Linked DNA regions of Sus scrofa: all the other regions are linked to region 3. The links are chromatin contacts, called in public Hi-C and HiChIP or PLAC-seq maps. All regions are on one chromosome and are shown on one strand. The core of a region is the stretch at or near the end of the contact, and the rest is flanking DNA. Distances in the headings are between cores, read along the strand shown. Region 1 has its middle 4.9 kb from the start of HOXD3. Region 2 overlaps LOC110256983 (a long non-coding RNA gene). Region 3 has its middle 370 kb from the start of MTX2. Region 4 overlaps HOXD9 (homeobox protein Hox-D9).

Region 1 (6,655 bases), core at 1,294-3,793, 460 kb before region 3:
GCATCCGCGCAAAGAGCCAAGGCCCCAAGTAGTGGTGGTGGTGGTAGTAGTGAAGGGGGTTGTTCCGTGGGTGACCAGCCCGGTCTCTGAGTGGGAGGCTCTCATCTTAGAGCGGAAGCCACAATGTAATTGACTCGCCCGGGAAGGGAAGGGTGGGGGGGCATCCTCCCAGGCTGCGCCTTGCCCGGGTCTCTAAGGATGCGGTGTACCGGGTGCAGCCGGGGAACTAGGGGAACTCTGGGCCTCTGATGCTCCTCAGCTGCTCCAGAGACGCCTGCAAAAGAGGCAGCCTCTAAAATTTCCAATCCCCCTACCATCCTGGTGGAAGGCTGAACCAGGGTCAGAGGTCATGGGGGGAGAGGCTCTTAGTGTCCCCTTCCTACTGCCGGCGGCCGTGCTGGGGCTTGGTCGCTCCCAAGCGGAGCCGCGACAAGGGGGCTTTCCTTTCGCTCGGTACCCACCCCTGTCTGCCCCGGGGAAGGGGCCGAGATCCCACGCCTCCTGCCCCTCCTCCCAGCCCCAGGCCTGGCTGCGCTCCGGGGCTGGATGGCGTGAAAGTTTCAGCCTCAATCAGTACAATCTTCCCTGGGGTCACGTGAACAAATATGCTCGCATTTGAAGGCAGCGTCTGTATTTCCCGACCATGAGGGGGTTTCCGGGGCTCTCTTCAAATCCAGAAAGGACCACATTCCGAAAGCAAAACAAACCCCGAGCTCTGGGGGGCCTAGGAGGGCTGGGCAGGAACCCAGGAGAGGGTGGGGGCGCGGGTGGCCGCCGCTCTGGGCCTGGGAGCGGACAGGCGGGCGGGTAGACCGACAGGCGTGCAGCGCAGGCAAAGCCAGCTCGGGGACTACGAAGTCGTTCCTCCTGCGTTTATTGGTAGTTGAACCTCAGCCTGGTTCCGTTCTACCGGGAATTCCGTGTGCTCGGGTATATGGCCGCGTCTTCGAGCGCGCAAGACCAGGGTTGGGACAGTGTTGTCTGCAGACAAAGGGGGAAGACTAGCTCTGCCCCCCACTGGCGCCCACTCTGAGGCCGAGGACACAAGGTTTATGATAAATTGGGATCCAGGTAAGCAATTGCATGACAAAATGGAAATCTTTGGGCATGGGGCTGCTTGCTGCCCTGAGTGGGATAGTAAATATGATTTATTTTGTGTAATCTGTGATCTTGATTATTGCCAATTGGTGAGGCAGCCCGCGTAGACCTAGATACACTTCTACATATACATCCAGGACGGTGATTAATCTAAGGAGGTGCGCTTTGTGGAGATGCTCCCCGCCTACCCAAAGGTTAGGAGGACACACTACCATACCAGGCTTGAAGGGTGGCCAGTGGCATTGGGTGGTGGTGGGGGAGTGGCAGTTTGAGGAAAGGGTTGGTGAGGGGGCTGGGAGCTGGAGGAAGTATTTTGGGGTAAATGTACATTTATGAGAATGGGCTGGAAATGAAATGAATAAAGAGAAACTTTTTTTTTTTACACTGTCACTGCCAAAGTAAGATGGAGCGTCATATTAATTCTGTGTTTTGGGCTCCCTGGCTGGGCGCAGGCAGGTTGATTTATACGTATTTAAAATAAACTCTGTGGCCAGCCAGCTCCCTGCATTGTTCTGGGAGCTAGCTCCATGCCTTTATCTCTTGCTGTTTGCTTAATATTTTTTAATTGAGAGGTTAAAGTGCCACTCAAGCTTCTCCCCCAAATTCAAGAGAACCTCCAAACTACCCAGAAGAGTTTGAGAGAATCCTCTACACTCTCCCTTGGTAGTCTGGGTTTTGACTGAGATAGTGGTAGAGAAAAGGTTTAGGGCTTCTGGGTCCTTCTCCTCTAAGAACCTGAAATGGAAGCTAAATCATATTTTGGTTCCTACACCCCAACCATCCTTTTGTTTACTTCATCCTGTGGCTTCTAGATGTGGGAGGACAGGTCAGTTCATCCTGGGTCTTTCCCCAGGGCTGCTGCCTGAAAAAGCAGATCCATGAGTCAGAATGAGTGGCTCCCTGCTCCAGGGAAGACCACAGGGCCAAACCAGGCTGGGCCTCTGTTGGGGAGGGACCCAGAAAGCAAGGAGCACTCCCTTAGCCTAGGTTGGGACGAGCCCTAGCTGGAGAGGGACCATTTCCCAGGGCATTTCCATCAAAGGGGAGCAGTAAAGTTGTTTTGTCAACAGCCTGTGCTTGGCTCCATCAGAACTTAAAGTCGCTGGACATTTTTCTTCTCTCGCTGCCTTGGAGCTGCACGCCTGCCAACTTAGTCAGCTGAATCCAATTACTGCGAGCAGCATTTCATTTGGCCCCATGGAGCACTCACTTATAACTTCCCCGAAAATTTCAATAATCCGCACCAAGGCTCCCTATCCAAAAGACTTTTCCCGGGGTTCTGGTGGAGGATGGTCTGCAGGGGACCCGCTCTTCCTTGACAGGTCTCAGACGGGGCTCCCTCCACTCGCCCGGTTTCTGGCTGTGGAAAGGGTACTTGAGCTGGTGGCCCAGGGCCAGCGGATAAAGCCTGCGATTCTGAGCAAGCAGACGGCTGAAGTTGGTTGAGCCCCTGCTGGGTGGTGCGTGGGCTGGGGAAAGAGCGCGGGTGAAGACGGTGGGGGCTCTGGACAGCCCAACTCTGGCTATCTAGGGGTGGGTTTCCTCTTTCCTTTCCCCTTCCCAAACCTCCTGCGCCCAGAGCACACCGCGCACCGCAAACCGTGGAATGCCCGGGAGCAAACTTACCCTGTTCCTCCGCGGCTGGGAAAACAAAATCTAGTTACAGGCTTGGGGAAAATCGCGACCTTGAGTGGCCTCCCAATTTAGCCCTTCTTCTGAAATTAGGAAGTTCCTAATTTTAAAGAACTCTCCGCTCCCCTCCACCCCACCCCACAAAAAAATAACCAAGCGCTGAAAGTTGACGTTCGCCCACGAGAGAATGTATCATATAAAGCGGCTTCGGACCCGCCTGTCGGTCGGTCCGAGGGCCCGGGTCCATCTTGCCTCCACCGCATAGCCCTGGGGCCCGCCCACCCAGCCGAGTGGGCCCCCCTGGGCTTGGGGCTGGCTGGGAAGCTGAAACCCAGGCGCGATGTTAGGAGCCCTACCGGGCCGGAATCTCTCGGAGGCGCTTCCGTTGGGTGTTCATTAAGGGGTGAGTTATTGCTGCGTGAGCCAAAGGTCACTTCAAAGGCTTATGGCTGCGCGCTCTGGTCTTTAGAAGGGCCCTGAACGCTTTGTGTGGGGCTTTCCCGGGCGCAGCTTAGTGTTTGCAAACTACTGAGTCGACAAATTGCACAGGGCAGATGCAAGAGGAGGCATTGTGTCTCTCCTTTCACCTGACCGGGGGGCGGGCACCTGCTGAGTGCAGGCGGAGGTGGGCAGCTAGGTCTGTTTCAGGATGGGGTGGAAGGAATGTTTGTTTCTTAGGCTCTTTGCAGCCTGATCCCCAATAGAACCAGTCGTGGGCAGCCCAGGCCAGGAATGTGGTGGATGCTACTAGAATAAAATAAACTCAGGGAAACAAGTGGAGATATACTGTACAAACCAAGAAATAACACCCAGCTCCCTCTTCACTGGGGCTACTTTGGGAGCCTTGCCTAGGACCCATCCAGGCCCAGCTGTATATCCACCCTCCTTTTCTGGTGCCCTGTGCTGTGGCCTCTCCCTTTTGCTCCTGAGAGGATAGGCTTGGCCTGGAGGTTTGGGGAACCTGGGGGCATTTAGGGCTTGGTTGGAGTAGAAGGAGAGGGAATGGTTTCCCTGTGCATCTGACCCACTTGGCTCACCCACTGTGGAGGGTCTGGCCCTTCCTGGCTCCCCCTTCCTCCATCCAGTCAAGAATTTTTATGTTGAAACCCACCCGCTCTCTACTCAGGAGCCAAAGGAGTCTCTTCTCTGCCAGTAAGAAGGTGCTGGGATGGCTGCGGAAACCATCTACAAGGGTGACATTGATTATGATACTCCTAAAGGGAGCAAAGCCTCTCTGCATCTGTTTGTAAGAAAGAACTGGCTGCCACTGAGAGTTTTCCATTTTTGTTCTAGATTGTCTCAACAGAATATCAAAAGGAACCTGAAGAGCCTGCAAAAAGAGTTAGAGACAAAATTTGATAAAACACGCACGCACATTGTGTCGAGTGGTGTGATTTTTAAAAATAATTTCCACTACATTTCCATTTGTCCTGCAACTCAAGGTAGCCATCTCAGGATTCATACATCAACACATAAAACAAAGGGCGGCTTTGAAGTGGATCACCTCAGTGTGAACTGCCGCCGGTTACATGATAACCGATCATCAGCCTTCAAATTTATGGTGCTTTAATGGGGTGAGCCCAGTGCCTTAAATGCAGGGTGTATTACGTATTGCATTATCTGGGCTAAATAAGAGTGATTTAGAAGCAGAAGAGCTCAGGCTGAGAGATCAGGAGAATGTGGGCAGAAAGCTGCCCCAGCTCTACAGTAAATATATCACCTTCTGAACAAACCCGAAAAGGAGTAGTTTCCAAATCCAGAAGTAGTAAACCCAATAGGGAGGGAAGAATCCTTGCTAGGTTTCAGGGAATTAATTGGGGATGCCCAGCAAGGTTGGTGTCCGCCAGAAAGAGATCTGTAGACTTCCAAGGCTCTGATTTAGGCAAAAGAGAGAGAAGAGCGGAAGCTAGCCCAAATCTTAGGGAAAACATTGAGAGGAACAGAAGCAACCTGCACTCCAACGCCTCCTCCTTCTTTTCAAGTTCCGTGGACTAACACTACCCGTCCGTGATTTACGACGATCGCGGAGCTAGTCACAGCCGGCCCAGAGCCGCCGCCTCCATCCATCCCCAAGCCTTTCCGCCGCTCTGCCGCCGAGGCGGGCGGAGCAGCGGGGCTGGCCTCCGCGCGTCCAGCGATCTCCCCTCCCAAGGCCACGGCAGGCAGCAGGTCTTCGTCCCCGGCCAGGCTGCGCTCGTCCCGTCCCGCGTCCGGCCGCTGAGCAGAGCTGCTGCAAGAGGCGGGCACGGGCCACTTTATATAGTAGCCCTGCTCGCCGGGCGCGGGCCGGGAAAAAGTGCGGAGCAGGGAATTCTTTTGCTGCGCTTCCTCCTACGCGGAGCCTGTTTTCCACTTCTGAAAAGTGCTGGGCCTTGGGAAGTGTTTTTCTTTTCATTCCTTACTGAAGCGTTTACTGCCGCCGCGCTCGAAGTCATAAATTTTGCTACAAACCACAATGACAGGTGCATTGATATGCACCGTGAGAGCTCCAGCTGCTTAATAACCCCGTCCCCCGGCCGCTGTGAGCGCCTTTTATTTATTCGGTATCATATTTAGGTATTGATCCTGTGCAGAATTAAGTGCAGGGAGCAAGTATCAGGATTCGGCTGATTTGGAGGCGCGGCGGGTGCGGCGGGACAGCGTGGCCTGGGCAGCGGGCAATGGTCGCTCCGAGGCCGCCTTCTTTCCGGCTGTGGACCGTTTGGCCCTGCATTCCCGGCCTACGGTTGGGCCTCGGAACTTGAGCTAGACGACTTACCCGGACGGCGAGAAAGAACCAGCCAGATCCCCTTTGGTGCCCCTTCCCCAGGAGGAGCAAGGGATGGCGTGGGGTGGGGTATGGTATTTGGGGGAGGATGCCACAGCATCAGATGTTGTCCCTGTCCCTGGCGGGGGTGAGGTGTGTGTGGGTGGGTGGGTGATCGGGTCCAGATTAGGGGGATGGTGGGGAGCGGGTGAGAGAAAAGGGCAGCTGAGGACTTCGAAGACCGCCCCTCCCCCCACACGCGCTCTCGTCTTCACCCCAAGGCATTTGGGTCTGGAGCCCAAACGAGCAGAGCAGTACCAAAGGGCAAGAAAAGAAAGCCTTGGAAAAGGAGGGAGGGTGATGGAAAAGATGAGCCACTGAACAGTTGACCATTGTCCAAGTGATTTATGACCCGTTCCTGCTTTTTAGGTTCAAGCAGAGTTCACGAGGAGTAAGGATTTCTGGAAAGAAATAAGCTTCTTTTTTTAAACCAGTTTTGTAGCAATATTCTCAGGTTCTGTTTTAGGAAAGGTGACTTCTTGGGACTTTATATTTGGGGGCAGGGGAGAGGCTACAAAGTCCTTCCCAGTGAAGAGAGGGCTGCTTCCCTTGCTTCTGGGGAAATGGACATTTGGGTGGTGGATCATCACTGAGTGGGCCTTAGAATTCCTTAAGACAAGAAAACAGAAGAACAGACTCTATAGTTACTCAGGCAGCTGCCCAGTATTTGCACTTTTGAGGTCTATGCACAGAGCTTTTCTAGGAATATGCCACAAATATATACTGTAAAGCCATCTGTTTCAAAGACCTGAACAGTTCCTAAAGAAGCTATTTTAATGTGACTGGTCTACCTATCAAGATAAACTTGGTCACCCTGGGAGGCAAGAAGGGGGATGTTTTGCTTCCACTGTTGTAAATGGAGTGACAGAAGTAGCAGTGAGTTCTGGTGGTCTGTGACCATTTGACATCCAGAGCACCCAAGGTTTAAGACTGGAAGCAGGATCCTAGAAAAGTCCAGAGATTTAACCAAACTCAGAGTACGTAGTCCTTTGGCCTGGGGGTGAACACAGATAAATACTAGTCACAGGATGAGGATGTAGCTGTCCATTTAACATTCAGTAGCTTTAACAGTCAGAGAATGATACAGAAACAAATGAAAGATAGACACCAGCTTTGTTT
Region 2 (6,884 bases), core at 992-3,491, 470 kb after region 3:
GGAAAAGGAATCACTCAAATCCAGGAAGTGCAACGAGTACCATATAAAATGCTTCCTGATAAGCCTACTGGGAGCTCTACACAGTGGTTTGTTTATTGTCTCCAGATGCCACCTCAGAAAGATATCTAAAATAATCTCCTTTCATTTTCAAGTAGAACACCTTACTTTCTGGTTATATAGCATTGGAAATTAGGTATTTGTCCAAAAGCTCCAGAACATCATTAAAGATGTCCTGAGCTCTGCCTCAATCTTCTCACGGTACTCTTTGCCCATCTGCTGCTGCTCCTGGTTCCTCTCTGTTTCCTGCTGTATGCTGGAGATGACATGCCAAGAAGAAAGGTGGGCTCCAACGATATTCTTTAGGCAACAGAGAGCAGATTTCTCTCCTCATTGGAGAGTTCATACCCCTGCTCGATGACTGCCTCATGGCCTCAGCCATGTCATCATAGAGCTCTGCCTGCTCGGTGAGTTTGGCTTTCTGTACCAGCTCACTTTTATCCATGGCCATTCCCATGGGACGGGTGCAGGGGCAAAAACACTTTCATGTGGAGCTCTGGCAATGGTGATGGCTTCCTTCCCAAGCCCAGTCCTCTGGAGGCGGCAAGCCGCCATATCTTTTTCTACTAGAAATGCCCGGAAATGGCTGGGTCTGAAGTTTAGATTAGGGAAATGAACCATTAAAAACTGTAATAGTTAATAATAATAATAGCAACAATAGCAAAACTAAAATACATTTTGCTGAAGGCTTTCACAAAAGAGGTGGCTCTTCAGCTCTGGTGATGAAGGTTACATATGAGCCCCTGTTAATTAAGGAACTGGCCTCTCAAAAGCAAACCCTCCCAGAGCCAGGACTCCAGAATTTCATGATAAATATGAGTAATCAGCCATCATCAGAAGCTTTGCACAATTAAGCTGAAAATGCAAAACTCAATTTTATTTTCATGATATTTATGTTCAAGGCATCATAGAGGTCTATATCGATAGATTATAAACTATCCTGTGGATATATAGAAAGTAGATTTCTGGAAAATGCCGTAATTATTCATAGATTTCAATTCTTTCCTAATTAGCTGGTTATTAATTCAGAATGTTTTAAATAAAATGATATTAAATACAATAAAGTTATTTCAGCTTCAAAATGAAACTAATATATCCAATATACACAGTAAATAGTAAGAATATATATATATTTGGGTAGAAAATAACCCAAATCTTGTTGATTCTTTTGATCTATTTATTGAAATATTATATTATTCTATTCTTTGGCCATTGTTTTTATTTGCAATCCATAACCATTCTAATAACCCATCTGTCACCATAAAGAGCCTCTTGGTTTCTTTTCCTTTCCAAAAAGCAGTGAAAGGGTCCCCAAACCTATTGATTTAGCACCAAATTTAAATAAGCCCAGAGACCCTCTCACTTTTCACACTGAGTAGAGCAAGGTCAGACTGGGCATCTTCCAAATGTAAAGGCTTAATTGGACTAATTCTTTCATGATAATAATGTATATTTAAGATAGCCACTAAAAATTGTCAATGCTAATTTAGTAGATCAATTCCATTAAATGCTTTGAACTTTTCACCACTTGCTAATCTCATCTATTAAATCTGCTGTTTTGTTGAAAATCTGAAGCTATAACAATATCAAACTATAACAATTTTAGCCAGACCTAAGAAATACTTCCTTATATGTAAAATATACACTTAAAGGATCTTAAGTTGTATTAAATGGCAAGATTCTAGTCATAAAATTTCCTGTGGGCAAAAGCAGAGTGATCTTATCACTCTTCTAGCAATTGATATTATGGTAAGGAGCATGCAGGGTGGTTTGTTTGTTTTTAATTTCAGAAATACATGTTTTTTGTGTCTAAAGCAAAGCTTTAACATCTATGATTATTGCTTATAGACTAACATTTATATAACTACATGGTTGAGATTTTGATACCAGCTACCATGTCATCTAGGTAACAGTTCAATTCACATCAATAAAAATATCAAGATTTTGCTCAACATTTTGATGAGTGACCTAAGCAATATAACTCATTAATGTAAAACTAGAAATATATTTGTTAATTAGATAATGAAGAGTTTCGAGAGAAGAGACTCCACACCACTATCAAATATCCACCATGTCTCATTTGTTTGGAACTAGCTTCTAAGGCTATTTTTATTCCCTGTGATTTACCACCAGTATCCTCTGGGTGATAGTTGAGGAAACAGATGCTGGGAATCTCTCTGCTCAGTTCCTGAGAGGAGAATTCTGACTCACAGCCGTGCCAGCTCCCTGCTTTGTACTCGCTCTTGCTGAGGGTGGTGGAGTAAAACGTAAATGACTGCCTGATTTCCAGTCTCTCACTGCCAGTTTCCTCAAAGTTTCCACTTACGCATTTGACTCCTTTACCAACTTCGTTTGAAGTTCCCATTTCAAAATCCTGAACGGCATGTTCCCAGGATACATTTAATTTTTTTAACTCATTCAGTGGGGATTTTCCAACTGAAATAAAAAATAAATTGAAAACTGGGGAAGGTTTTTTGTTTTTTAAGTTTTCCCTTCACTGTTGAGTGGGAATACTAATATCTGCATGAGGGAAGACGCAGGGGGGAAAAATTATAAAATGCTCCCTTCCCAGCTCCAAGCACACTTTCTGGTGGAGAACCAAAAACCTTTCCCAAATTTCTTGGACCCTGTTACTTACTGTGAAATGGTTTGAACTAAAATAGATCTGCTTCTATTTGGAAATTATATTTAAATCATTAATTAAAAATAAGGAATTCCCGTCGTGGCTCAGCAGAAACGAATCTGACTAGCATCCATGAGGACGCAGGTTCAATCCCTGGCCTTGCTCAGGGGTTAAGGATCCCTCGTTGCGTTGCCATGAGCTGTGGTGTACGTCAAGACACGGCTTGGATCCCATGTTGCTGTAGCTGTGGTATAGGCCAGCAGCTACAGCTTCATTTCGATCCCTAGCCTGGGTGCAGCCCTAAAAAGACAAAAATAAAATAAAATAATAAATTTTTAATAAAAAATAATATTTATTAAATGTCCACAAAGTACAGAGCTTTATTCTTTCTTAGCACATTTAGGCTAATAAGAATATTGGGGAGGGGGAATAATCTAAGCAGTTTAAATACATTTTATAATGGATTTATAACGGAGGAACATTATAAATGGAGAATTCAGTTTCACAAGGCAATGTTTTCTATTAAATCTATTACATTACAGAGAAATTCACTGGCTAATCTATGTTTTTACAAAGCTCTTTAAAAAAAAAAAAAAACCCTACTTTATTTTAAACAATAGAACTCATATAGGTGATTTTTGCAATTTAATTTTATGTTAACAATGGGATTTCCTTATTAAGCTCCACTGATTTACCTAAAGTTTTACTTATTAATCCTATTATTTAATGTGGTTTAACAATAGCCCAGAATAATTGATTCAGGCTATTTTTACATTGGGAAAACTTAGCAATTGTTATTGCGTTTCAGATAAAATGAGTATCGATGAATTAGGTCTCAAAACATAACTACAACACCTCCTGTTGGTATACATCTATGTGAGACTAAGGCAACAAGTCGATTTACTAATTTAAAGGAAATCTGTCAGCTCTTAGGGGTGGGGAAATGTGTTTGTTTATTAGCATATAGATCAAGCAACCAACTATAGACTAAATTACTGCTTTTCGATCCTAAAGACACCTACCCACATTCAAGTTTGCACCATATGATTCTTTGTGGAAGCCCTCACTGGTAGATTGGCTCAGCGTCTCCTCACTACCACCAAATAAATATTTCTTACCAGCCACAAAAATATATATATTGTGCCATATCAGTAACATTCTAATAGAAAATGAGGCACTTCGAACAAGGAAAACTACTTTAATGAAAAAATTTGGTGAGATGCCTATAATGAGCAAAGAACCTTAAAATGCAAGAGATTCTCCACTGGAAATCCTCATAAACCACTACACGCCAGGCAAAATGTCAATATAAAAATCGACATTTAAAAAATCCATTTCCCAATATCTTGCTCAGATATTAAAAGAAAACTACACACACACATATATGATGCCAAACCACTTTTGTAGCTGCAACAAAAACTAATGTTTAACAGTTATATTCTTGTGCTCTATGTATATACAAAACACCAAAATAACCAATTGATTCAATCAGACATCTGAGCAAAGAAGTCAGTCAAACTGCTCGGTAATCTAAACTATCCGGCCACCCAAGCAAAGAGGTAAATTCATCACTTACATATAAACGAAAAAGTTAGGGTCAGCAATATATTTATGGTGAAATAGACTAGAAGAAGAGAAAAAAGGTTTTTAATTAATACTTCAGCTCTGGTTTATGAATCACAAAACTAAAATCCCCCACTATACACAACTACAGTTGCCTAATTTAAAAGTCTCAGGCAGCACCAACAAGAGTGAGACATACTCTCATTTTAATGTATCCCTGATACCATCAAATGGCCTAATAAATGCAATACTGAAGGTCAAGTCAACAGCATCCCAAGGGTTAAGTTCTGTGTTGTGAATAATTTTGAAAAAGTATCCTAGTAAGAATCAGGCTTAGGCTAGCTCAGCAAGGGGAACTATTCTATAATGAGGCTTGGCCAGGACCAGTCCCAGAAGAATTAATTTTGTTCAGTAGAACACCTAGATAAATTAGTTTTGCTTTAAATATTGAGTCCTAAAAGAGTTAAAAGAGGGAGAATATCAATCAATAATTTTTAGATTAACTACTTTGTATATGACAAAACAAAATTAACTTTGGCATTACAACCCCTTCTTCTGGCATTTCAGATGAACCCCCAAGTTTAAAATAAATAATTGAAGATTTAAAAACTAACCAAATATGTGCATTTGTTTCTTGGTACAGAATACTCACTGCCTAGTTTGTGAAAAGAAAAGATCACTCATACATTTAGTTGAATTACAAATATGGTTATTTTAGTTATTAAAATAATCACATCTAAGAATTAAAAATCCCGAAAAAAAAATACAGAAAGATTTCTATAGGCTTTTTAATGGAACTACTAAAGCAGTTAAGTTTTAAAAATTAAGTGAAAAATAATATCTGTTAACAATGTTAGATTCTTAAATTTTTATTTTAATAGATTATTTCTTCCAAGCTTATTTATTATTTCCCTTTTATAAAACTGATTTCTATTGAAATATTTGTGCAGAATTAAAATCATGTCTACAAATGGCAAAAATTTTTAACTAAAACCTCCTTGTGTTTTAATGACTGTTTCTAGTTTAAGGACTACCAAAAAGGTAAGTACAAGATTCATTTCCACGGGAGATGAAATCAGCTTTTAACCCGGCCAATTGCCCATATAAACAATCTTCAACATTATTTGGTCATCATTTGGTAATCAAAATGGCAAACCACAACCATACTGAATTTACATTCATGTGCCAAAAAGTTATTTAGCAGATAACTAGAGATAGATGAAATGTCTCTTTAACAGATTCTTTTAAGAATACATCTACAGGAAGCATCAGGTTTTCAGGCATTAAAAAAAAAAAGAAGCAGTTGAAGAGTGGCACCCAGAGGTGAAAAGTATATTACTTCTAGAGATATATGTGGTTAACCATAATCTGCTTGTTAGCCATCCTTTTTGTCACCTCCAGGTTTTTCACTAGTAATGCACCAGAAATCATTTTTTTCCTAGTTGCATATTGAAATACCATATTTTAATGAATAAAAACAAATGTTTATTTTAGAAAAAGTCCTCTACTTCTGAATTAAATTGCATATCAATCTCCCTTCAAAACAATAAACAAAGTGAACACCAGGCAAAATACCTTCCAGAACTGAATACAATGTCCCATTTGTCTAATTCTAACCTATCAAAATTATTAACCAAAACATTGTTAAGAAAAAGATCTGTGACTACTACATAATTTCTATACACCCAAAACTATGTTTTTTCTAAAAATGTAAATGTTGAACTACTGTATACCCTGAACCATTATTATAATCCTGGGGAGATATTAAGAATTTAGTATTGAACCCTCCCATTGTTATGAGGGTAATTACAGCAGAGGATGGGAGTGGGAATAAGCAAGTACAAGAAAAGGAAATAAGAATTGTTTTAATTTATATAGGAAGTTTAAAAATAACAAAATCTATTTTGACCAAAATTAAAATGAGTCTGCCAATTTTTAACTAAAGAAGCTCCATACCTTTGAACCTGCCAACTAGCAACTGCATTATGCATTTGGCTGGCACTGAATTCCTAAACTGATCTGCGGAAAAACACCTCCCCCTGGGTCTAATCAACTTCAAGGAGCTTCAAATAAACCTCAGTTTGGGGGGCCAGAGCAGGTATGGTTTTTTAAGAGCCTCAGAAGAACAGAGTCCTATTTTTGCTTTTGTGCTGAAAGGCTCACCTGTACTTAGTAGAGAGGGTTTTCTAGGCCAGTTAGGCCTAATCTATCATGGATTTTCATCCGTTACTGGGTTTCCATTACCTTTTGTCAGACGTTTTCTCCAAGATCCCGCTGCTTCTTTTTAATCACCTAAGAAGCAACACTGATGTGACAAGCTCCAGAATAAGGCTCATCCTTTCTTATCTGCATCTTCCGCCTAATGATGAGAAATGGGCTTCCATAAACTTGAAAAAGGCAGGGAAATGCTGCCAAAGTCATTACCCACTACTTTGAATTGGAAAGAAGAGACCCGTCCCTTTTTAGAATATTAATAAAGTATAAAAAATTTTTACAAAGCCGTCAGCATTTCACATGTGAAATAAATAAAACTGCATGAAACTGCCCGGTGATATTTTGAAAGAAAAACAAAATAACCTCATTTCCTACTCTCTGAAATCTACATCAGAATATATCCTCGATTTTGCATATCAAGCAGTGT
Region 3 (6,849 bases), core at 2,673-5,172:
CAGCTGTTTCCACCAGAAACTCACATCTTCAAGGTCTTATTTAAAAAAGTCACTTGAGTTCCTGGCAGATTGAAGTTACTGTGTAAAGACTCTCTCTGGGCCAGTTTTCACCCTTGAAATTAGTCTGGTTTAAAATTACAAATTATTCAGAACGCTAAGTAACTCTATGAAAATGTTTTAACATCTTCCTCAATGAAGGGACATCCCCCAGCCTGTGGCGCAGGCTTGGAAAATAAGCAGATGGATTGTTTCGGGTTTGACAGACAGCCTGGAGCTCCCCAATATCAAATGATGCCCAGGCTAACTCAATAGTTTTCCCCTGCTCAGAATGCAAAGTCTAGAGGGATTTCTGGCCAGTCCCCAAAAGTAGTTTGGGCTGTGGATCTATCAGTTTGAACCATGTGCGCAGAAGTGCTAAATTCTTGCCCAACTGATTCAAAATAAAAGGAGGGATGGGTACAGGGATGGCTGAAGGGGCCGGAGATATGTGAACACTGTTTTCTCACGACAGGGCCTCTGTCGTTCCCCAGCACTCAGAGGAATTACTGAACACATGTGCACACAGGAAGGAAACTGGGGGGCGGGGGGTGAAAGTTGTCCGTCCTTTGCTGTTTACACTTTCAAAAAGCGAAAATCCAAAAGAGGGTTGAGATCGAAAAGTTCCTGGGGAACCAAAAAGCTTAACCTACATTCCCTAGTTGTATCCACCGAAGCCTCTTTGAGCAGGAAGGTCAGAGTTAACTCTGATCCCGCTTCCAAAACAAGACAGCTTATTTTGTATGTATAGCCGTAAACTGTTTGCAAGTTTCCTCAGTCCCCGCGCTCGGGATGAATTATGAATGGAATTAGCCAGCTTGACTTGGAATTTCCTCACTTTTACTGGTCTTTAAACAAGATTTTTATACATTCATATGTAATCAATGGGGACCAGCACATGAAATGGTCCTTAACGTAAAACACTCTGTTTTAGAGTGATTTTGCAGTTAAGGAAACTTAAATATGAACTTCTAATGTGGAAAAGGTAGTTTTTACATGCTGCTTTAAAACCGATCTGGAAAACTGATGAGCTGGCCACAATATTTCTGTCAGAAACTGAAATTAAGTTTATATTTTAACGTACAATTTTAAGTGCTTGCTTTCTTTCATGAAGCCAATCTGCTTCTCACATCCACAGCCTTGGTCACCTTAACAATACATAAATTTAGTATCTGGTTATTGAGTTTTTCAGTTGCAGGGTAGAATAATTTAGATATTCATAAATACAGAGCATAAGGAGACCCTTCCTGAGTGCAAAACTACTTTTAAAATGATCACTCAGATGAGTGAATGGCACATCTCCTGATTTAATTTCAGCTTTTAAGTATTTTATATCCTTCTATACATTTTCCATATTAAACTTGCACTGTCTTAAAATTTCCCTACAAACTATGTCCAAATTGATTTCAATACCAGTCTGTGTACATAAACACTATGAGATCAGGATCAATGTCAAGTTTTGGAGAGAAAAGTGAACTTGGATTCTTTTTTTTTACTCCAGTAAGGCACATGTTCAAATTTATCCCCTGGCGATGTAAAAGAAGATGAAAATAAAATATTTCTCAAATTGCTCATGCAGAGAGTAAAACACAACCTATTTCAGTAACACTTTTATCATATAGCTAATATAAGAAAATATTTGGGACAGTTAAAAGAAAGGCATTAATTAAAGTACACATAAAAATTTCAAAGTTTAAAAAGCAGTTGGAAAAAATACTTCGTAGTCACTTAGAATCTAATTACTTGCACATTTTAATGGTCTTGTATATTTCAGTAATAAAATGTTTTTACAAACTTCTCCATGCCTTTTCAAGTACTTCAAACGTATAAAGAGCTGAGAATATTCTTTTTTCTTCAAAATACATTCAAATGTATCCACCATCTTGACAGACCTGTTATTATGGTAATCATTTTCTTATACCTGATTATGATATTTCTATCAAATGGAAAACTCTGATTTTTCTTTGGAAGGGGGAATAGTGTGAGAGAATCCCCTTAAAATACGTTTAATATTCATTAAAAGTTTCTTTACAAAAACTTTTGATATTACAATTTTATATAGACCACACTTATAGTTTTGGAATAAACCAAACTCCTTAAATAGGGCTGTGCTAATCTTGTTTAAAATTAAGAAACTAAAAATTACAGCAATCCTATAGCTACCTGAAGAAAGTTGAAAGTACTAGTCTTGATGTTTTTAATAGCTATGAAAATATTTTTTCCTGAAGGACAGATGAACTTCAGTCTGAAGTACGAACACAGAACAAAATAATACAAGCATAAAGTTTCCTTTTGAATTTCATTAATCAATGAAGAAATGTTTATTGTTAAATTTAAAATACAAAACTTTTAGTCTCGACTCTTGCGAAAATCCTGTGTGGTTAAATATTTGTTTCTAGATTTGCTCCATAAACCTACTTGCCCTTCATTTTTCAAAGGAACACTGACCGACCACATTCACAACTGCTGTCTGCAGGGAATGGCTCAAAGTCACCACCATGTCATCTGTCGCTCCCCCCTAGGCAGGCTCCGGAGAGTCAACAAGAAATTTTATTATTTATATCCATTCCTTTTAATTCTGTTATTAGCTCTCAAAGCCTTTAAATAGCAAATGTCAAATCACATGTAAATTGTTTGCTGTTTAGCTCCAAGTTCCAGGCCAGGCTATTTCAAATTCGATACTTTGCAAATGACAGTAAAGGGGGTTGCTTAAAAATTGTTAAAAAACACTTTTCCCCATATAGCTTCTGACCAAAAAAAGTCTAAAACACGGGGCTCTAATTCCCACTTTAAACTAATTACAGTTATTTTAGGCTAAAGTGTCAAGTGAACATTACTTATCAAAAGGTCCTCGGGTCTTCCATTCGCCTTGAACATTACCTTACCACGTACACATCAAATGCTCTGGCCATCTGGAAAATTAAAAATATAAGGCATCCTCACCCTAGTCACCCGCACAAGCCTCAACAGAAAACTAAAGGATCTCGGGTGGTAGCTTACACTTACCTCTCTGGGCTTTAGCAAGCGGTTTACTTAAAAAGATTTACTTTCTGGCAAAATGTAGGTCATTCTTAAATGCAGCTTAAAACTCTGGGCATCTTTGAGGAAAAAATGATGTCACGAAATGTGTCACTGCTCATTTATTTCCTATATCACTAAATTCTAATTAAGACACTCCTGATATCGACTCCTCGTACAGCAGCGTTTACACCATTTGGGGCCGCAAACCCAGACGTGGCCCGCTGGTAAGCTCTAGCTAAAAAGCACCCGTCTTTCATTGGGCACCGACATTTTTCTCCTTCGAAGACAAATACTTTGCAGACCTCGCACCCCTCTTTACAAACCTGCGCGGGGCATTCGGGGGGAGGGGGAGGCAAGACTTTGGTGGGAGCTGCTTCTCTTCAGCAGAGCGAGGGTTGACTGCAAAGGCGCAGGCTGGGTGCTCGAGCAATTTCCTGCCGATTTCAGATTCCACTTGGAGCAGCGTGGAGAGGAAGTCGGACTTCTTTTCCAGGCGGAGCCTCCACGTAGGACTTGGGGGAGCCCGCACTCGTGGGCCCGGGGCCGGGGCCGGCGAGGGCGCTCCTGGATCCCTGCGGGAGGCCGGCGGCCCAGCGCGGACAGGCGGGCCAGGGAAGGGGTGCCGGGAGCGGCAGGGCGCGCCGGACTCCGGAGAGGAGTCTGAGCCGGGAAGAACTCGCTCCCAGCGCTGCGGGATCCAGCCCCCGGGATGCCCTTGAACCCGCGGCGAGGAAGGCGGCCCGCTGAGCTCCGAGCGCCCCGCCGCCTCGGGCGGAGCCGGACGTGGGCCTCGCGCGCTCCTCCGCCTCAGCCGGCGGAGAGGTCCGGTCCGCGGCGCGGCGCTGGGGGCCCCATCCGGTCCCTCGGGTCGGCGTCGCTGCAGGCAGCGCATCCCACCCAGAGACCTCGAGTCTGAAAGCGGAGACCGAGGGTCGCCTGCGGCAAAGCTCGGCTTGCACATCACTTTCCGATTTGGAGAAAATGTCACAGGAGAGGGGGAAAGGGGAAAAAGGGGGGAGGGGAGGGAGAAAGAACCATAAATTCGAGTTCGAGGAGGGTGAGGGCCCGACCTACGCGCGGCTTCAGGCGGCGCGGCGGCGGGGGCGCCCGGGCGGGGATTCCCGGTCTCGCAGCGCACCCTAGTGGCCGCCCTGCCCCTCGCCTGCTCCCCGCGACGTTCGCTGGGTCTCCCCAGCTCATTACAATCCGCAATATATTATTTCTTCCAAAGTATTGACAATGTGTGAGACTCCAGTAACCCCGGAGCTCTTGTCTGTAATCAGCACATTTATTCACATTTAGGGAGAAGAATCCGAATTAAATCCCCGTGACCCAGATTGGGTTACAGTGTCATTTTCCCTGGATCCTCTTTTAAATCCACTCCACACCGCTTCTCTGTCTATTACATGCTAATTTAATTTTACTGTGGACGATATTTTCAGCATTTGCTGAGGACAGTAAATTTTGTAGTTTATGTTATTTCACTTTTTATGACTTTTTAACACTTAATAAAATTTTATTAGAGCACTTTTGTGTTTACAAGGCCACAAAACTCTTGGCAGGTTGTCAGAAGTCCTTTTTATTATGATCCTACTGATATACTGCGAGTAATGAAATAATCATGTCCAGAAATGTATCAAAGGCCAGAGGGATTATCCCACTTAATAGCTCCACAGATGCGCCCAGAAGAATGCGGACACGCGGCAGGACGGGCTGAGAGGCGGCTGCAGGAAGGAGGCAGCCCCCCGCGTCCGTCTTTACCATTTCGGTTGCTTTCCTAAAAGGCTACAGGCAGGGTCATGTGACTTTCTGCGGTCTCAATTTAAAAAAAAAAAGAGAGAATTTATTCTATTGCAAAATGTGCTTTTCTTTTTATTCTCCTTGTGTGGGCATTTAAGGCTGTTCTAGTGGCAGTGGGGCTGGCTCAGCATATCCGTGTCAGTCACTTTCTTCTCATTTCTAAGTGTACTTTTGTGGCATTTAAGCAGCCGATGGTGACACTGGTGTCGATCGGTGCGACTTCTCCAGTCCACGCCCGAGAGAAGGCATGGGGAGGGGCCCAGGAGGACTCCATACGTTTTAAGGAACTGCCCCCCTCCTGCCAAACTGCACCTTTTGCTGTTGCTTTTTGTTTTGTTTCTCAAAACAGGGGAATAGTGACTTGAGGACTCTGCTTTCTGCCTTGTACCAAAGAACCACAGTATGCTGCTTTTATTTTATTTTGATTTTTTTGGCTAAGACTTCCTGAGGACAGATATTGCAGCTTTTTCTTTTCTTTCTTTTTTTTTTTTTTAGAACTATTTCCTTCTCTTTTAAATAGATATATGATCATTTAACACACTGGTGTTAAGTTCATTCTTGCTGCAAAAGAAGGCCATTGCACTTCCTGACCCTGAAAGCAAGGTGGGTGGCTTTGTTTTATAATCAAATTTTCTGTCTCCAGCTTCATATTTCTCTTTCTCTGTTATTTCCTAAGTCGTGTGCCAAAGTGATCAAAGAGATGAGGAATGGAACCGTAAATGGAGTGATTTTGAAAGGACTGTTGCTGTATCCAGAGCACGTGTTCTTCTAAACTTTGGCTTTGAGGGACTTTGGCAGTATTTTTCACAAGTGTGTGTGCGCGCGTGCGCACGTGGGCATCCCCGCACGCGCGTGTGTCTCATGTTCCAACACATCACATTTGGATTTGGTCCTCTGTGGTTGTTTGAAACAAGCCCTGGGAAGCGTGCCCCTCTCTCTGGATTGCCTCCACACCACACGTGTGTGTGCTTGGGTTCTGATGTTCCTAAGGCTGCCCGCAAGAGCTCTTTGATTTCAACTTCAAGGGAGCAATTTGGTTCTTTTGTATGTCATGTGCTAATCGCGGGCAAAACTTAGTGCCTGCTCTAGTAGTCTACTGTGTGCACAGGATGCTCTAGGTTCTGAAAGGAGCGTCTGGAGGCTAGTACCCATCCCTTAAGAAAAATTCATGTCCTGAGACTATTTGGGCAGCCCTTTTTTTTTCTCTTTTTACAGAGTTTTCCATTTGCAAATGAGGCAGTTTTTCTTTTTTCTGACCCCTCTTGTTTAAATGATTTCTGTAATGTAGCTGAAGAACTACAAGAAAGTGACTTTAGGCTCCTTCCCTCATCCTGGGTGTTACTGATGATTCGTAGTCTTTGCCTTTTACTGCAAGAGATGGGACAGAGAAGCGGCTTCAGATTTTAGTCCTCCAAATTTCACAGCATTGGACTTCAGGGAATTTTTACTTGAGGGAATTTATGCCCAAGTGTGGGATTCAAGAGAGCATATTAATTTTGATTACACTATAAAGTGACAGTTCAATTTTATAAGTAATTTCTGCCCACCCAGGACAATTTAAATAATACTTCAAAGGCTGTAATAGCCTTCAAGTTAGAAATCTCTTTTATTAGATTATGAAGTAAACCTCCCCTAAAGTAGATAGTTTTAATGCGTCAAAGTATGTTTATAATTCTTATTCAAAAGAGAGAGAAATTGCCTGAAATATGATAACTGATAACACACGACTTGGCCAATAGAGACCCTGTCTGGTGTCCACAGGGATTTTACAGCCCTTCTGAAGTCTTCAGAGCTGAAAGGAAAGAGTGAAGCCCCAATCCTATCACCTAGGGCATCCATCTTCGAATAGAGGAGCAAACAAACCAAACCAGAGGCATGAACTTGTCCCCTCACATGACCAAGGACTGTCAGAAAGCAGTAAGGGACACGAGTTACGAGGACAGTTATAAGACCCCGGAACCACTTTGCTTGGGTCCAATTTCATTCTGCTGC
Region 4 (6,140 bases), core at 2,903-5,402, 510 kb before region 3:
TGTTTGGGTCCACCACTGGGAGCTGGCATCTGTGGAGGCTGGGGGCCATGAGTCTTCCCACCCCACTAGAGGCGCCAGCCAGAGGCATTGATGTTCCTGTTCCCCGTGGGCACCCTGGCTCCTGCCTGTCTGACCATGGGTCCAGCTTAACTATTGTGAAGCTACATTTCCTGGGGCCTAAACTGGGCCCTAATCCAAGTGGGGTGAGAATGCCTCTCCCCAAATGTCGTTGCATTCCTCTTTAGGCAGTTCCAGCTCGGAGGCTCTTGTGGCCTTGCAGGGCCCCTTGGCCTTGGCTGACAGCCTCCCCCAGACCGCGGGTGCTCAACACTCTGCAATTCCTTTCCCCTCGGCAGAGCCCAAGTTGAGCCTGAAAAAGTCCAGGGAATTGGATCAGGACTTCTGGGGGCTGCAGGTCTGAGATCTCTTGATTGTTCAGGGCATGTGGGGCTCATAGAGCATGGCTGAGTATCTTGAGTATCTGAGGTCTCAGATCCTGAAGTGGAGGGGTAAGAGTCTTTTGTGTCTGCAAAGGAAAGAGGCTCCCAGGCCACTGGCCCTTTTGCATGTCTCCCTAGACCCCTTTCCAAGTTGGTGGTGGCTTCCCTACCCTCCCCAATGGCCCTCTTGATTTCTTTTCACTTCGGCTGGGTGGTGCATGGTGCAACTGAAAGGGCACCCAGGGGGAGCAGCTTTTAAAATTTGTGCCCATCCACTCTGTCCCCCAAGGGTTGCACAACCCTAAGAGGCCACTCAGGCCCCCCAATTCAGGGTGAACCTAGGAGCTCCCAGGTCCACTCAGGCCCAGAGCTGCTGCCCTTCTTCCCAGTGACAGGAGAGCACAGATGCAAGTCACTTCTTGATTACAAATGCTAATTCCTTGCTAAAGCAACCCTTTTAATTTTTCTCTGGAAAGAACTGCACCAGGGAGAAGGGTGTCTTGGTACAAATGTGGATATTCATCTCCTTTATGGTGCAATATTGATTTATTATTAATGGTAACTGCTCCAACTGATCTAAAGATGATCGAAAACAGCGGCTATGCAGCTACATTAAATACTTGTAAGAATAATAAAGCCTAACCTTGAAAGCCACTGCCTTTTTATTCCATTTTCTTTATCTTAGCCTTAGGGTCTTAGGTAAACTTTCTGTCCTCCCAGGCACAGATCATTTTCTTATATCTTTCTATCTTGCTTAATTTTTATAATAAAATCTCTTTGAAATATTGGCAGTCTCTGGCCTCAAGGAGCTGGTGTGAAGACAAATTTGAAAAAGAATAAAAGAGAATTTTGTGATAATAGATTCAAAATTATATCTGAAACACATCCCCCCCCAACTGAAGACAACCTATTTAAAACCAAATCCAATGTGGGAGTGACTTTGAGCTTGAAGGCACCAGGAGCTGAAACAGAAAGGCCCCCCAAATTCAGAAGGCAGATTCCCTGGCTCACGGCAGAATCTGCCCGCTCGGTGAGGAATTGCTGGGTTTTAGCCTGGATGTTTTCTTCATGTATAAATAAAGATTATGAAAGGGCATTTGATGGGCATAAAATTCACGATTAGATTTAACCCTCTCGCCTCTCTTGTGGGATAGGGAGAACTGGACAACGGGGTTCTGGGCAGCTCCGTTGGCCAACATGCAAAGGGACGACAGTGCTGGAGCGCCAGGCTGGCGTCAGGGCGCCTGCCGCGAGCGCATGCAGCGGGCACTTTGTCCAGCCGTGGGCATGCTTAGCTGTGGCTGGGATCATGAGCTCTGCCTTGAGAGAAAGTAATTTTCGTGCTAGTCAGTGGCTGTTAGCTGTGAACAGGTCCTTAGCAGACTAGAGTCAAAAGTTGGTTTTTTCCCCCCCTGTCGTCCTCACTCCCCCACCCCCAAGCTTAAAAACAGCCACCCCTGCCGAAGGTAATGTTTAAACCTCTGCTTCGTCGGCCGGCGTCCTGCAACCAGAGCAGTTAGAGGCGCCAGGCTTTTAACCTGACAATGATGTTGTATTTGAACAGCTGCGTAAAGGTTTAAAAGGTCTGTCTCATTGCCACCGCGGAGGGTTTTTTTTTTTTAAAGGGTTTATTGTTTGGGCGAGGGCACTGCGAGGGGACAGGCGAAATGGTCCCAAGGCGGAAAAGAATGTCCAGTGCCTGTTTCTACCAGGCCAGGGGAGATTCCTTTTGGGGAGGGGGGACAAAGGTTTTGTTGGAAAAGGTTTTTGTGAAGGAGCGAGCGGGCTACGACGTCCCCCAGTAGGCTGAGGCACTTCACTTAGCGACAGGCTCCAAAACAATGTTCTGCAGAGGCAGAAACCCCATTTGCCCACAAGTTCAGTCTCTGGGCCTGAAATCCAAGGCCAGCCCGTGACAGGACGAGTGTGGGGAGAAGAAAATACGGACGCCTTCCCGGACAGAGAACTGGTTTACGAGCAGAGTTTCTGGGGCCCTTTTCCTCTCTTGGATGCAGGAAAGGGGATATGGGAAGCCGGCGGACGACTCCTGCGCCCTGGCCGGGGCCCCTCGCTCAGGGCAAGCCTTTGGAAATCAAGGTTAAAGCTCCCCGCTGCTGCCCCGAGGCTGTGGCTTCCGAAGGACTGCTCACCCGCCTACAGCCAGAGAACGAGGGAGGAAGTTGTTGAAGAAGTTTCTCATAAAACTGAGTTTCCATGGTGGTGGTGATGGTGGTTGTTTTTTTAATGAGCTCGACCACAACCCCAAAGACCAAATCCTCTTTATAGAACTTTCCCTCACCAAAGGAAACAGAGGAGTATGGTTCCCCCACCTCCTTTTTCCCTCCTTTCCCTTACCCAAGCAGAATCGTGTCAAATAATTTTAGGGATTGCTCACAACTATAAAACTCAACTTCTGACAAAAGTATAGCTTTTAATATTTGACAATTTGTGTTAAAACAAAAATTGACCTTCTTGGTTAGTAGCGAAGGGGAAAAATCAATAGTATAATTTTCAATAATTCATAAAGCGAACGCCATTATGCTAAATCTTAACTATTAATCTTATCCTTTACAAAGTCTCGATTGATTTGTTAATAAAATATCTTCCCGTGTGTGGCAACAGCGGGTATAACTCTTTAAAAACCTTCAGAAGCAAGAAAATTACCAAGTAGCCCAAGAATGTAGATGAGAATTTTATTGATCGCCCTGATTCTTCTTAATATGTATTAATAAATTCCACAACCTTTTGTACCTTGCACTTGTCAGAAACCAATGCTTTTACAAAATCCATAAAAGGAAAACATATTTTTCTTTGCAGAAGAACCAAATGACACCTTTGCCTCTCACTCTCTCCTGCTTGGCCCAGTTTTCTAAAACTTCTGGAGTATGAAAGCGAGAGTTCCTTCCTTTCCTTGAAAACGTTTTCTTTCTCTCTCCCTTCCTTCCTCTTTGCCCTCTATTATCAGGGCGCGTGGGGAGGAAACCTCGGTTTCGTTCTTCCGCTGGGAACCCGAGGGACGCTTTCGCGGATTGTGAACTGCTGGAAAGGGATTGTCTCCGGACTGAAAGCTCCCAGCGGCCCGACCCGCAGAGGTCGGGGTGTGGTTCCTCCGAGAGTCAAAGGCTCGGGTAGCCCACCGGGGCGCAGGCGCCCGGAGCTAGGGTGGCCGGGCGGAGGCAGAGGACAGCGCCGGGGCCGGGCGGGTCCTGGGGCTCCGCGGGGCCGGCCAACTGCGTAGCCTCTCGGCCCTCGCGGTCCTTCTCGCCTCCGCTCCCCAGGATACCTTGGCCGCGTCTTAGGCGCCAGAGCTCTTTCCTGTGGACCCCTGGGGTGGGATGTCTCAGAGCCTGGGGAATCCGACTCACCTTCCCAGGCTGCCCGAGACAAAATGAACTAGGCTGGGCCCCCCACCATCCCCCCCGCCCGGGCCCGGGCCGTCTCGGGCGCCTGCCTGGGTGTGTGCGGGGCATGCTTCTGTGTGCTGGCGCCACGGCGCTCCGACTTCCCTCCCTGCGTGTGTCCGCCTGGAGACCCCCTCGGGGCCGAGTGTTTCCTTCCGCCTGCGGGGCCCAGAGGCCGGAGTGGGGGACGCGAGTGGGGCGGGAGGGCCGAGCGAGCCCCGGGAGGCTGGCGGGCGGCGAAGAGTGCTGGGCCGGCAGTCTCCAGCGCGCACTATCGCAGGCGCGTAGTAGATGTCGCTGTTGTCCGTGCTTACGCGGCTGGCCGGCCGGGCTCTGGAGCACGTGACCTGCGAGGAGGCTGCGGCTCAAGGCCATTTTCAAATCTCATTGGCTTGGTTGTCATGTGGTCGGCAGAGGCATCCACAATTACACGGGGAATGTTTTCCTAGAGATGTCAGCCTACAAAGGACACAATCTCTCTTCTTCAAATTCCTCCCCAAAATGTCCTTTCCCAACAGCTCTCCTGCTGCTAATACTTTTTTAGTAGATTCCTTGATCAGTGCCTGCAGGAGTGACAGTTTTTATTCGAGCAGCGCCAGCATGTACATGCCACCACCTAGCGCAGACATGGGGACCTATGGAATGCAAACCTGTGGACTGCTCCCGTCTCTGGCCAAAAGAGAAGTGAACCACCAAAATATGGGTATGAATGTGCATCCTTATATACCTCAAGTAGACAGTTGGACAGACCCGAACAGATCTTGTCGAATAGAGCAACCTGTTACACAGCAAGTCCCCACTTGCTCCTTCACCACCAACATTAAGGAAGAATCCAATTGCTGCATGTATTCTGATAAGCGCAACAAACTCATTTCTGCTGAGGTCCCTTCGTACCAGAGGCTGGTCCCTGAGTCCTGTCCCGTTGAGAACCCTGAGGTTCCTGTCCCTGGATATTTTAGACTGAGTCAGACCTACGCCACCGGGAAAACCCAAGAGTACAATAACAGCCCCGAAGGCAGCTCCACAGTCATGCTCCAGCTCAACCCTCGCGGCGCGGCCAAGCCGCAGCTCTCGGCCGCCCAGCTGCAGATGGAAAAGAAGATGAACGAGCCCGCGAGTGGCCCGGAGCCCAACAAAGTCTCCCAGGTGGAGAGCCCCGAGGCCAAGGGTGGCCTTCCGGAAGAGAGGAGCTGCCTGGCTGAGGTCTCCGTGTCCAGTCCTGAAGTACAGGAGAAGGAAAGCAAAGGTCGGTATGAGCAGAGTTGCCACCCCAGCGGGGCGAGCAGCCCGGGAACCCGGCAAAGAGCTCCGCCTGGGTGCCCAGTGTCGAGCTCGGCAGTCTGGGGCCCGACAGGGAGGTGCTGCTCCTCCCGGCTTTTAGAGGGGCATTCTTAGTCCTGAGATGGTCTCCGCTTCTCCGGCACTGCCCTGGCCCTCCTGGCTGGTCCTGGCCCCACGCTGAGGGAGCCCAGGCAGAGGAAGGGTTTGCCGGGTTTATTTTTCCTGAGCTAGACTTGAAATGCAACAAAAGAGTGCAAATGAGACCTGCGGCTGGTAAACATGCCCCAGACCCTCCTTTCTCTCGTTCAGATTTGCAGTCCCAGCCCTGCCTTTCACCCAATGATGATTTTAAGGTTGTCTGAGGCACTGTGTTCTTGTTCAAATGTATGCACCCCGCATCCTGCGAGCTTGGGGTTGACAAGGGGGTATGAGATGGCTGGGCCGTTTGGTGCGTGGGCTGGAGAACAGGGATCCCTGCCTCTGCAGGGTGAGATAACCTTGGCTTTGTCTGGGGAAAATGCCGCAAGCTTTGCAGTCCACTAGCAAAGGGGGCAAAGGCAGAAGGGGGGGGGGAATGGAATGTTCATGGCCCACCCGGCGGCGGCAGGGCCAGCCTTAGGGCTGGGCAGGGCAAAGAGCCAGGGGCTCTGGCTTTTCTGCCCCTGATCCTCTTCCCGAGTACTCAGAATTGGGCCACATCAAGGAACTACATTTCTGGGCAAATGCTTTTGTGTGGGGGCAAGAAGCCATTAGAATTCAGGAAATTCTGGGCATACAACAATGCCCAGGCAAGGCAGAGAAGGTATGCTCGGTTCCTCAGTTGGTGATCTTTTGAAAGAGAATGGGCACCTATAAACCTAGCTGTGGGGCTCCCCTGCCTAGGAGCGGTGGGAAGAAGTGGCAGAGTTGGGAACCTGAGGGTTTGTAGTCTTGTCAGGTTGTGGTTTATTTCTTCTACTCCAGCCCTGTTGTCAGATGATCACTTAGAATGTTGCTGGTGAGATCCTGAAAGTTTACT

Evidence for each region. Hi-C and Micro-C count contacts between places; a contact is called where the count stands out from the background. HiChIP or PLAC-seq counts read pairs in DNA pulled down with a chosen protein or histone mark.
Region 1: an H3K27ac HiChIP or PLAC-seq map of skeletal muscle shows a contact between it and region 3. The contact joins two enhancer-like sites. A contact is called at or near these places in 3 of 47 Hi-C or Micro-C datasets (embryonic fibroblasts, epiblast stem cells and skeletal muscle) and 1 of 2 datasets of contacts at active chromatin or transcription factors (skeletal muscle).
Region 2: a contact with region 3 is called in a Hi-C map of fetal skeletal muscle, with 2.8 times the contacts expected there. The contact joins two enhancer-like sites. A contact is called at or near these places in 9 of 47 Hi-C or Micro-C datasets (adipocytes, embryonic fibroblasts, epiblast stem cells and 5 more) and 1 of 2 datasets of contacts at active chromatin or transcription factors (skeletal muscle).
Region 4: a Hi-C map of skeletal muscle shows a contact between it and region 3, with 8 times the contacts expected there. The contact joins two enhancer-like sites. A contact is called at or near these places in 22 of 47 Hi-C or Micro-C datasets (adipocytes, adipose tissue, alveolar macrophages and 13 more) and 1 of 2 datasets of contacts at active chromatin or transcription factors (skeletal muscle).

The regions. Positions count from the first base shown.
Region 1 is chr15:81,961,253-81,967,907 of Sscrofa11.1, forward strand. No RefSeq gene overlaps it. Among named protein-coding and RNA genes, the nearest start is that of HOXD3, 4.9 kb to the right of the region's middle. Within about 2 kb of position 2,544, at least 11 of the 83 cell types and tissues checked have an H3K27ac peak or open chromatin away from gene starts, as enhancers often do. A contact at or near this core is called in skeletal muscle, where this site is marked.
Region 2 is chr15:82,893,225-82,900,108 of Sscrofa11.1, forward strand. The region is part of intron 2 of LOC110256983 (a long non-coding RNA gene); the gene reads right to left. It also overlaps the pseudogene LOC100516702. Among named protein-coding and RNA genes, the nearest start is that of HNRNPA3, 62 kb to the right of the region's middle. Within about 2 kb of position 2,242, at least 4 of the 83 cell types and tissues checked have an H3K27ac peak or open chromatin away from gene starts, as enhancers often do. A contact at or near this core is called in fetal skeletal muscle, where this site is marked.
Region 3 is chr15:82,423,044-82,429,892 of Sscrofa11.1, forward strand. No RefSeq gene overlaps it. Among named protein-coding and RNA genes, the nearest start is that of MTX2, 370 kb to the left of the region's middle. Within about 2 kb of position 3,923, at least 33 of the 83 cell types and tissues checked have an H3K27ac peak or open chromatin away from gene starts, as enhancers often do. A contact at or near this core is called in adipose tissue, fetal skeletal muscle, retroperitoneal adipose tissue and 1 more, where this site is marked.
Region 4 is chr15:81,913,704-81,919,843 of Sscrofa11.1, forward strand. The region is part of intron 1 of HOXD9 (homeobox protein Hox-D9); the gene reads left to right. HOXD10 (homeobox protein Hox-D10) reads left to right here. Exons shown (of 3, transcript XM_021076346.1): 1 at 1-2,023; 2 at 2,456-5,087. The coding sequence starts at 4,133. Among named protein-coding and RNA genes, the nearest start is that of HOXD10, 5.4 kb to the left of the region's middle. Within about 2 kb of position 4,153, at least 24 of the 83 cell types and tissues checked have an H3K27ac peak or open chromatin away from gene starts, as enhancers often do. A contact at or near this core is called in adipose tissue, retroperitoneal adipose tissue and skeletal muscle, where this site is marked.